Linked DNA regions of Gasterosteus aculeatus: region 2 is linked to region 1. The links are chromatin contacts, called in public Hi-C maps. All regions are on one chromosome and are shown on one strand. Each heading gives the region's core, a stretch centred on a gene start, on an enhancer-like site or on the middle of the called end of the contact. The rest is flanking DNA. Distances are from core to core; before and after follow the strand shown.

Evidence for each region. Hi-C and Micro-C count contacts between places; a contact is called where the count stands out from the background.
Region 2: a contact with region 1 is called in a Hi-C map of skeletal muscle, with 11 times the contacts expected there. The contact joins the enhancer-like site here to the promoter of zfp36l1a in region 1. A contact is called at or near these places in 4 of 6 Hi-C or Micro-C datasets (skeletal muscle, tail fin and whole body).

Annotation. Positions count from the first base shown.
Region 1 is chr15:12,016,123-12,021,214 of fGasAcu3.hap1.1, forward strand. zfp36l1a (zinc finger protein 36, C3H type-like 1a) reads right to left here and starts at 2,078. Exons shown (of 2, transcript XM_040199741.2): 1 at 300-2,078. The coding sequence starts at 350.
Region 2 is chr15:12,050,882-12,056,021 of fGasAcu3.hap1.1, forward strand. All of the region lies in intron 1 of plekhh1 (pleckstrin homology domain containing, family H (with MyTH4 domain) member 1), which reads left to right. Among protein-coding and RNA genes, the nearest start is that of plekhh1, 23 kb to the left of the region's middle. Within about 2 kb of position 3,035, at least 5 of the 9 cell types and tissues checked have open chromatin away from gene starts, as enhancers often do.

The DNA of each region.
Region 1 (5,092 bases), core at 828-3,327:
CATTACGACAACTGATCAAGTTCCCGACAGCACAACGCGGACAAGAGGTCGTGACCCGCCAAGGGCTCCGATGCAGACGCGGTGCACAAGGAATGCATTAAAAAAAATAAAAAATAAACTATATTTTAAAAAAGGTTTTTTTTTAAAGCCTTTAAAAAAAAGAAAGGCACGCGCGCCACGGCAGAGGGCCGCGAGCGTGCAGCGCGTCATTCCTCCACAGCGGCTAACATGCTAACAGAAACCACCAGGGACAGAGACAGAGACAGCGGGGGGACAGGACAGAGAGACGCGAAGCTAACCTTGTTCATTATGTCGAAGTCGAAGAAAGGCGACGCCACGGCTGTGGTCATGTCTGCAGCGGCCGGGGTGGAGTTCGAAAAGTAGTCGAAACAAAACAAAAACAAAAACAAAAAAAATAAAGTAATGCTCGGCTTGAAGGAGAAAAAAAAAAAAAAGTTGCGCAGGTCTGCCGAGTTTTCTGGTGTGCGGCTCCTGTTGCGTTTGGGACCCTGCAGAAACACCCCCTCTGCCCGGCACCAGCTCCGACATTTGCTTTATAATCCTCTGCAGGAGGAGCCTCGGCGCCGCTGGGCGGTAACTCCGCTTGCTTTCTCCTCCACCCTCTTCTGAAGGGGGCAAACTTTTGAGTGGGGTTGTCACTTTGTTTGAGAGAACAACGCGGCCGCACCGACCGCGAATACTGAGCAGTTGTTGGGTTTTTTTTATTTGGCACCGACGTGCGGCCAAAGTTCCTCCACAGTGAGCCAGTTTATTGGTTTATCGGCGTGCGGGGGGGGGGGGGGGGGATACCGACGTTGAGTTATACAAAAAAAAAAGTTGCCAAGTTGCCGTTGCTCTCGGCAGATGTTGTGATGGTTAAATATTATATATAAAAATAAAAAAAGTTGTTATTATGAGTCGCCTCTTTCCCTCGTGGAAGCCTTGCTCCTTAAACGGCCCCCGCTCTCCTCAAGGTTTCACCTCTCATCCGCCACTCTGTAATTAATTTACTCCTAATTGGAGGCCTGTCACGTCACTCACTGGCGGGACTTTCCGGTGGCGGCCAGGCCTTTTTAACTCTTTCCCTGCCCCCCCCCCAGCTCTGCTTCCCTCAGCAGCAGGTAAACGACGTGTGACGTTGTCATTCCATCACGCGGGCCTTGACCTGACACCAGATTCGACCCCCCCCCCCCCCCCCGCAGACGCGGTGACAATAATGGCGCTTTGCAGGCGACACCGGGCCCGTACAACTCCCATTGTGCTCCGTCGTCTTCCTCTCCCGCTCTCCCGCCCCGTCGGGCTGTGAGTCAATGTCAGGGTTGGGTTGCAGAGGGAGAAGGGGGGGTGGTGGGGGGGGGATAAAGGCCGGGCCTGCGAGAGAAGAAAAGAAGCTGTTAACCAGGAGAAAGAAGCAGAAGAAGAAGAAGAAAAAAGAGGTGGATGTGGAGGAGGGGGGTGATGGAGTGAGGGGGAGATTTATGGGGGACGTTTATTACCACACAGCGCTGCCCCAGGGGGAGGTGAGGGGAGAGGGGCAAAACATTCGCTTTTCCTCTTCTTTGCCCATACAGAAGCCACACGGGGGGGAGGGGGGGGGGGTTGTCTCACTGCGGGGGAGGCAGGGGGACTTGTTTTTCTTTCTGAAATGCTCAATGCAGTTGAGTTCGAAAAAGGCCAGATGCACGCGGCTTGAATGCAGGATCTTCGTTTCAAACAGATCCCCGGCCCCCCCCCCACGACCTTCAGGAACCATAATGCTAATCTCCACACTGCATTAACGGGAGTATATATAACTTTCTGACATATTCTGGAGTCCGTCAGGGAAGGGCCAGGGTGTGTGTTTTTAACATAAAAAGGGTTTTACGAGCCGGAGCTGTTTGGCGTAATCTCCCCCTGGAGTGTTTTCACAGACGTGGGCTGGGGGGGCGGAGGGGGGATGACAAACTTCCTTGAAATCCTGTCTGCAGTTCAAAGGTCCTGTCCCAGATTGATTAAGTAGATCAGATTGATTGTCTCTCTTCTGAGGGAAAACTACAGAAGGGTCGCACAGGAGGGGATTTACAGCAGTTTGCTGTTTCACAGCAAATACAACAAACTGTGGCTGGAGAGAAGCGATCTCAAGGATAATATGGCATAATCTAAAAACGATCAACCAACGGTTATGTAAGTTATATGTGATGTTGGAGCAAAATAGATTCTCGTACAGATTAGAGCTCTTCAAGATATGCAGGGTTAAAACAAAAAAAAACCCTGCCCCGCTGCAGCCTGGCCTCAAGAAGCCTCCGACTGTGTCGATGTTTACTCCAATGCTCTCAGATGTATCGTGCTCGCTTGTTATTGTGCGTTGCAGTTGTCCTTCCAGGTTTAGGAGGAGGCACCTGCTTCCTGTCGAAATGACAATCTCCCAGGAGATATTTTCCAATGTGGTTCTTTTTTAAACAGGTTTTATGCAGATAGTAAACGGCAGCATTTTGACACAGTGCCTTGCACACACAGGGGAAAAGTTACCTTTTCTTTTAAGATCAAGTTTGAGCGAGTTTTCTGTATCTTAACTTCCCAAACAAAGACATACTTAATATTTCTTACATGGGTGATGTTCAGATTATATTTAGCAGTTGTCGTCTGTAAATGGGATTTGTTGTTGTTTTAAGTAGTTAGAAGGTTGCATATGATCGCCTTCAAAAGAAGACACGCAGGATTCCCTCAAACACCGAATGCACTGATAAATCCAACGTATGTCAAAGAAAACACATCCTTTTCTGCCTTTTTATTGGCTTTTTTATCAAGTTGATTTCCTAATAAATGAATGCACTACTAATACATGAATGGGCTAATTGTTCTGACAAATGTTTAAAGGTCAAAGATGTAATATTCACAGCGTTTTCCTGTCCCATCATTCCATCGACTCCCCACCACAAAAGAGCACAAAAGAAACAATCTAGATGTCAGCTTTACTTCCTCAGGCAGGATTTTCCTCTAGCTGTTGACAGTCGAGTCTCTCTCTCTCTCTCTCTCTCTCCCTCTCTCCCTCCCTCCCTCTCTCCCTCCCTCTCTCTCTCTCTCCCTCTCTCCCTCTCTCTGTCAGGACGGTGGATTTCTAAAGATTTGTGCTCCTCAAGGCCAAAGCTGTCCTCTCAGGCCTGTGGGGCCTATCAGTCTCTGTTGGTGCTGCAGTCAGTCACTCCTCAGCCTCCTTTGGAGGGTTTGATGTCGGCCTCCTGCGCCGAAGACCCCGTCCTCAGAAGGGAGGACAGGGTCACTGATAACGTTTAAGTGGGATGACTGGTTGTTAAATCTTTTATCTAACTCAACGGGAGATGAAAGAAGTTCTGGGGAAACTCAACAAATTGGAAGTCGTCTCTTAAAGCAACAGCTTGCTGTTCTTCCCCCTCACATCCAACAGAGGGCAGAGTTCTTCTTTTCCTCGTGCTCTTGTTGTTTCACATTTACTCCCCCGTCTTTGTACGGCATTTAAAGTCTCTCCTTGTTTGCCCCCGAAAGCAAAAAAATGCAGAAGATTATATTTGTTACACCGTGAGCGAGAATCGCTAAGATTAAACTGTTTGGTCAGCGCAGTCAGACACAGGCCTGTCCTCATGTGGCTTTTTTAGGTGAATTAGGACTCAGCACAACCCTCTGTATTGTGTAACGCGCCTCTCTCCGCCGACACACTGACTCAGTGTCCTCACATGAAGCAAATGGACTTATCAGCTGCACAAGATGCTGAGACGTGCTGCGTGGTAAATCTCAAGCTGTGCGGCACCACATCAGTTAACGCGACCACGGGCTCATTAAAAGACGTTCCACTGCTTCATGCTCATTTATTTTCTGAGGAATGATTTGTTTGACGACAGATACCAGTAATTCATCTGTTTGCCACCTCCTGGTATTTAAGATTTCTTTTAAGTTAATTATTTTCCAACTGAAGTATCTGTTTCGGATGAAACCGTCTCCCACACACATTGTATTTTCAATTCTGTAAAATGTAGTGTTATGAGCATCGGTAAGTGGAACATTAGCTCTTATCCAGAAATGTGTTTTGCATTTTGTATTTAGTGGGGAAAATGATTCATGTCAATTCTAATCACGGATGCAGAGATGAAAGATCAGATCCTGAATCCTTAAATAGAAGTTATGTTACCATACTTGAGTAACGTACTTAAGATACTCAATCTACATTATATAATGTAGTTTTTAGTGCTTTATGTGCTGACATTTTACGTTTGACGTACAAAGCAACTAAAGATCTCCAATTAAAGCAGTGTGATGCAAAGCGCAATGTAATCATGAAGTTAAATATAAATACTTACACCAATACATTCCTCCAAGCACCTTTTAACTACAGTAAACAGACATATTCAATTTCACAGATTTCTAAAGAACATAACTTCCCATTTTTTCCGAGCATGTGAGCATGTTTTTGTTGATACAGACAAGACGGATTGTTAAGCAATCAGGCTCATGGATTATTGAAGTTTGATTTCATAAATGTGTCGTTCCCTGTGCCCCCCCCGCCGATCCCCACATCTTGCCCGGATGAGCTTCGTCAAACGTTCATCTTTTCCTTCTTTCATGTCTCATGGTATGTTTGCCAAATTCATATGAGGAGGGGGGGCTGTGGTCATCTCGTAGGGCGGAACTGTCCTCAGATGAAGAGGGTGAGGGAGGGAGAAAGGGAGAGAACGAGAGGGAAACGAGACCTCGCAGCGATTAATTGTCCGTAGGAGCAGCCGCAGCATTGTTAGTGGTGAACCACCAGCTGCTCGCGCCGATGTCGTTCCCACGGATTGCTCCGGCGTGCCCGTCCGCTCCACTTCCACTGCCCCTCGTCTCACGCTGGGTGGGATGCGCCGTCAGATGCGCGGCCGGGCTGGTTTGGACGGCTTCGCCCCGCGGCGGTGCTGCAACCACGGGCCCCGAAGGGTTTGGAACAAACGCCGTTCTGGAAATGTGGGTCTTTTGGCCCTTCACTGCCAATTCACAGCAAAACAGAAGGACGCTAATGATGTTTTGGTTCACTGCAAGGCCGCAAAATTAGCAACGAAGCCAAGTAGAGTGAGGGGTCGACGTTTAAAGGAGATTTACAGACCAA
Region 2 (5,140 bases), core at 1,785-4,284, 36 kb after region 1:
TGCAATTTCTTGAACCACGTTGTGGTTTACTTAAGCCGTAACATGATGTGGCTCACTCTCACGCCTGTAGAGGCAGGAAAACACAGACATGAATATAGACGGCGTCGTATGCAACTTCGGATTCATGTTACAGTAAAAAAGAAGAGAAAACTACGTATTAGGCCAACGTGAGGCAACATGACACCATGGTGGACTGAGTTTTACATGATTTGAACAGTTTTTTTTACATTTTTAAACGAACTCAGAGCACAATGACCTCACTCCAGACTGTTTCACATCGCTGCATGAAGCTCTATACATGCATTGCTGTGCTGAGAGAAGAACCTACTGAAGAAAACGGAACAAAACAGCCCCAAGATGTGACTTCCACAATCAGAGACTTTTGAAAAACAGGAGTTAGAAAAAAATGGGGTTTAAAGAAGCAGAGACGGTCTAATGAAATATACTGTGATTTAGGATCTTGCCCTTACAGGTAAAGTAAGGATATCCTATTGTTTATATTGTATGCTTACTTTGTATGATTAGTTTAGTTTACTTTAAATACGTTTTTTTTAAGTTTATAAAAATATACAATAAAAAAATATTGTGGTAGCACAGTACTAGATCACTAGCGTGTCAGTGTCACCCATTCTGCCGATGTGTATTTAGAGATTCTGCAATACTCCAGAAATGAAGATCCACCACTAAACACCATCTTTGCTTTTGTACCCTGAAATAAAGGTCACAGCGGCCATAATGCTGACGTGGCGTTTAACACAACAGCAGCCCCATCGCGTCCGTCATGACGGGGCTGTTTCTACCTCCGCTGCCAGTTTAAAACTACACTTAGATCAAGATAACCTGCTTCCTCTGCCTCCTTTAAGTGCTCCTAATGGTATTTGAAAGATTTCACAGAGCCGAGAGAAAACAACCAATGAGAGCTGAGGCTTTTCTAACAAAGTTGTCAATCACGGCCTCATATGTTTCCAGAAAACAGACATTTAACAAGGTTGTTCAAACAACCAAGCCAAAGCCAAGTACCTCCAAGCATCACTTGTCACTTCGGACCAACTCAATGCTTCAAAATCGCAGTCCACTAACCGGTGACCGACGTGGTCCACTTTGTATTTACAGTCTATGACACAAACGTGACGGTTCCCCCTTGCAGACATCGAACAGAGGCCCATCCCTCGTCTAGGTGCCCTGAAGCGCCAGCATACAAGGCCTCGGAGCATCCAAGAGTCCCTCAGATTCAAACAGGATCTCCACTGGTGCTGTAATCATGGAGGACAATACCGTACGCGAGCATGAACACTGGAGCCCACTGAGGAAGAGAGGAATTAACCGGCTGCCCTGCACCTCTGACTCAACTCTCTGTGAACCGCCTGTGGAAGCAGGGGTCAGCGGTTCTGGCTTTCGTATCATCTTTCCCTCCCACTCCTCTGCTGTTTCTGCTGGGGGGGGGGGGTTGGTTAAGGAGGGTTTTGTGGAGCAGAAGGGCTCTCAGCTCCTGATCTCAGCAGAGCTCGGGAGAATCTTGGCAGCTCGCTTTGTCTGACAGGTAACGCTCAACGCGGCCGTCCGTGCGGCCCAGCTGTGACCCGGAGAGGCAGGAGGTGTGAGGGCCAAAGGGCAGACGAGAGATAGGTGCAAAGCATTAAATCCTCAGGCCCGCTCGCTTGATTTGGACTCCTCTGGCACGTGTTTTGGATTTTACAATCAGGGAGAGAGGATGTGGGAAAAATAAAGGCCTGCGTGATTTACTTGGGTGCGACAGATGTTCCCTGATGTTGCTAACACCCAGTCCGTTATTTTATTCTGCCGACAATTTGTTTTTCTCTCTATAGTGGTGCAATTTTTCTCTTCCTTCTTCTTTTAAAAGTCTTCAACTGAGCTTATAGGGGAAGTTTTGATTGCGTTGGTTGTACAAGCCTGCTACATGTGTAGTTTTACTTCCCCAAGTGAAATGTTATTTTTGCTAATAGCAAAGTTTTAATATGCTGAATCAGTTGAATATATCACGTAACATTATGAGTTCAGTTATCCTGTGTGAAATCAAAGAGACAAACTGTGCAGCCAATTCAAGGCCACATATAGCAGGCAGAAATGTGGGTTAATGTTAATTAAATGAGACATACATATGGATATGGTTATTTGATTGATCGATGCAGAGATTCGTTCTGGACATTTCACTGAACATTATAAAGCTTAAATGAGGTGCTGGAACAAGGAGACACTGAACATGTTGACCGGGACAGAGTGGAATAATGGGGCTGCACAATAAGCTGCAAACACCACGTTGACATATTATCACCTTTTATACTTTAGCAAGGACTCGAGCTCAAAACAAAGTAACTTTTAATAACTAAAAATACAAAATGCTTGTCAGCAAGCAGGAACCAGATCACAGCAACATCACACACAACCCAAACACGACACAAAGGGACACACATGGTGTAAATACACTGAGGAGGTACAATAACAAGGGAGAGAAAAAACAGAACCAAATGATTCACCTCCACTGAATAGGCCTCCAACTCGCAGTGAAAGGCCGACACTTTCATTCATTTGGAGATATAAAAAAGATATTAAAACACTGCGGTGCTCGTTGATGCATTTCTATGGGACCAAGATTGGGTCTAAATGAAAGAGAAGTCTGAATGTGCCAATAACCCTCGTGTGATCAATCGTGCAAAGAGCCACCGAAACATCCCATCACATCGCAACCAGCAAACGTTAACACGTGAAGACGGGCAGTGCTGTTTTTCTTTATTTCGAAGGCTCATCGGTGTTCGTGCGCACACTCAAGGTAAGAGGAGCAGAAGGAGCAGATCAAAGATGAGGTGGGCGAAGCGCTGGGACACCCACCTCCTCATAAACAGGGGGATCTCCTTACCGAAAACAAAGAGGCATCGAGCAGCCAAACCACATCCAGCGGAACAGGGAGGGCTGAAAGGGGGGGGGGGGGGGGGGAGAGAACACGTTACAGGGGCGGAAAGGTAGAGCAAAATCAGTCATTACTGTAATTACAACCTGAGCCCACTTACTCTCTCACTCAGTGGGAGGAGAGGAGAGAAGGAAAGAGGGAGAGAGGGGAGGTTAGAGCGGCCCAACGGAGGCGTTACCACACAACTCGTCCCGCTTCTTTCTTCAGGGGAACACGCACATAAACACGTTAACGCAGAAGAACGGACGCGCTGCAGGCCCCCCTCCCCTCCCCTCCCCCCCCGGAACCAGTCAGTAATGCGGTTTATGTCGGTAAATGAAATGAGCTATGAAAGGCTCGTCTAACTGTCTTCACCGGGGTATTTATTTTCACTCCCCGCTCTGAGTCACGCCGTCCCTCCCTCTGCTCATCAAACCTCCAAAGCAGAACAGTGTTGGACTGGAGGATAAACACTTCTGAACTTTTTTCTCTTTTATGTTTCACTCATGTAGCACCAAAAACAAAGCTGGAAACCGATCCAAATTATATTCATGAAAAAGAAACTGTTTGCTGACGCGTTAGCCAGTTCACGGGAATCAACACTTACACATTGCGTGTGTTTAATCTGCTCGTTTCCTCCCGATTCCAGTCTGCATGCTAAGCTAAGCTAAAACGCTGCCGATTGTAGCAACAAATCAAATACATTTCATATCAGATGTTTTAAGTTTGAAAAAGAGAATTGCCACATCAAAGGGATCGTTTCTAAGCATCGACCTTGAGTTTTAAACTGGGAAGAGGAGTGTTTTCTGCTACTTGTTTTCTGAAGCGGGTTGGCTTGTGGCCTCCTCTGTGTTTCCCGCTCTCGTCCCCGTGGCCCCCGGCACGTCGCAAACGCTCGCCGGGCGTCCCGCGGGAGGGAAACAGAAGCTCAATGCGGAGTCAAGAGAACAACACCAACAACACCCACATTCTGCCCTTCCAGACCTACAGGTGTTTCATCGTTTCCAAGAAAAAAATCGCCTCGGCTCTGCTGACAGAGAAATACGATCCTAAGTATAGGAAAGAATATAAATCACGTGATGCTCAGTCTATGCTCGCGCGTGCATGTTAGATGTGTTACGTGAAGTACGTGTGGTCCGTCTGTGCGAGAGAAGAAGAAAAAAACAGAGAGAAAATGAGTTGTTTCTGCCACATTTCTACTTTGTTGTAGCAGAGAAAAAGCAAACAGTGGTTCGTTGTTTGCTTTGGCGTTTGTCTCCGTGATTGCCGGTGGTGGAGATCATGCGCCCCGGGCAGAAAACCCATTTGGTTCCACAGTTGGTTTTTAAAGAGCCGTCAACCAGCGGAGCACAAGTGCCACCTCGCGGACACGAGCGGTGCTGCAGTCGCTCCGCAGGGAGGCCTCGCTTTCCCTCCATCTCACTGGCTTGGATACAAATCACAGACTAACTGCACTCTTCACATTTGGGGATATGCATATTTTCTTTGCAGCCAAGACATATTCCATAATGATGGCGAAATATATAAATCCGGTAACCACAGAAAACGTACAACTTTGCGACACAGACCCGGTTAAAACCAGCTCGCAGGAGCCTAAAGAGCAGCTGCCGTTCAGAAACGGAGCGACATGAAGATAATCTGGTCCGACGCACCTTCATCGACCTCGTCTCTCTTTGAACAGTGAGCTCTGCAGCGAGTCACGTCGAGGTTCGAACACGTTGGTGGAGCTGTCGTTGTGGGTCATGAGATGAATCATGAGGTGTTGTGTAGATCCTGTTGTTCCTCGTGGTCATCGAATTGATTCATCTCGGCCTCGTCTCTCGTGATGATGGCTGCTCAATCAAAAAATACTTTAACTTTAACTCAAGGATTATATGAGGGGACCCCCTTGTGCCCCCCGTGAAGATCTCTCAGATATTTTAACACTCGGGTTATGATGTGAGTTTGCGATCATTTGTAGGTGTTTTTTGTTGTTACTCAGAATGTTTGTAGTGGTCAGAACATCTGCGTCCAGATGTCTGTTTGTCTTCCACTGACCTGAAACAACTCCTCTTCCTCCATAGACGCCTTTCCAAACTAAATCCATCTCTCAACGGTTGATTGTCCCCCCCCGAAGTTACGCCTCTGACCTTCTCTCCTTCCACCAACAAAAACTGCGGCTCCCGCTGCGGCCCATTTGGTTACACACATAGACGCGCGTGTTCCGCGGGAAACACACAGTTGTCTCAGACACAA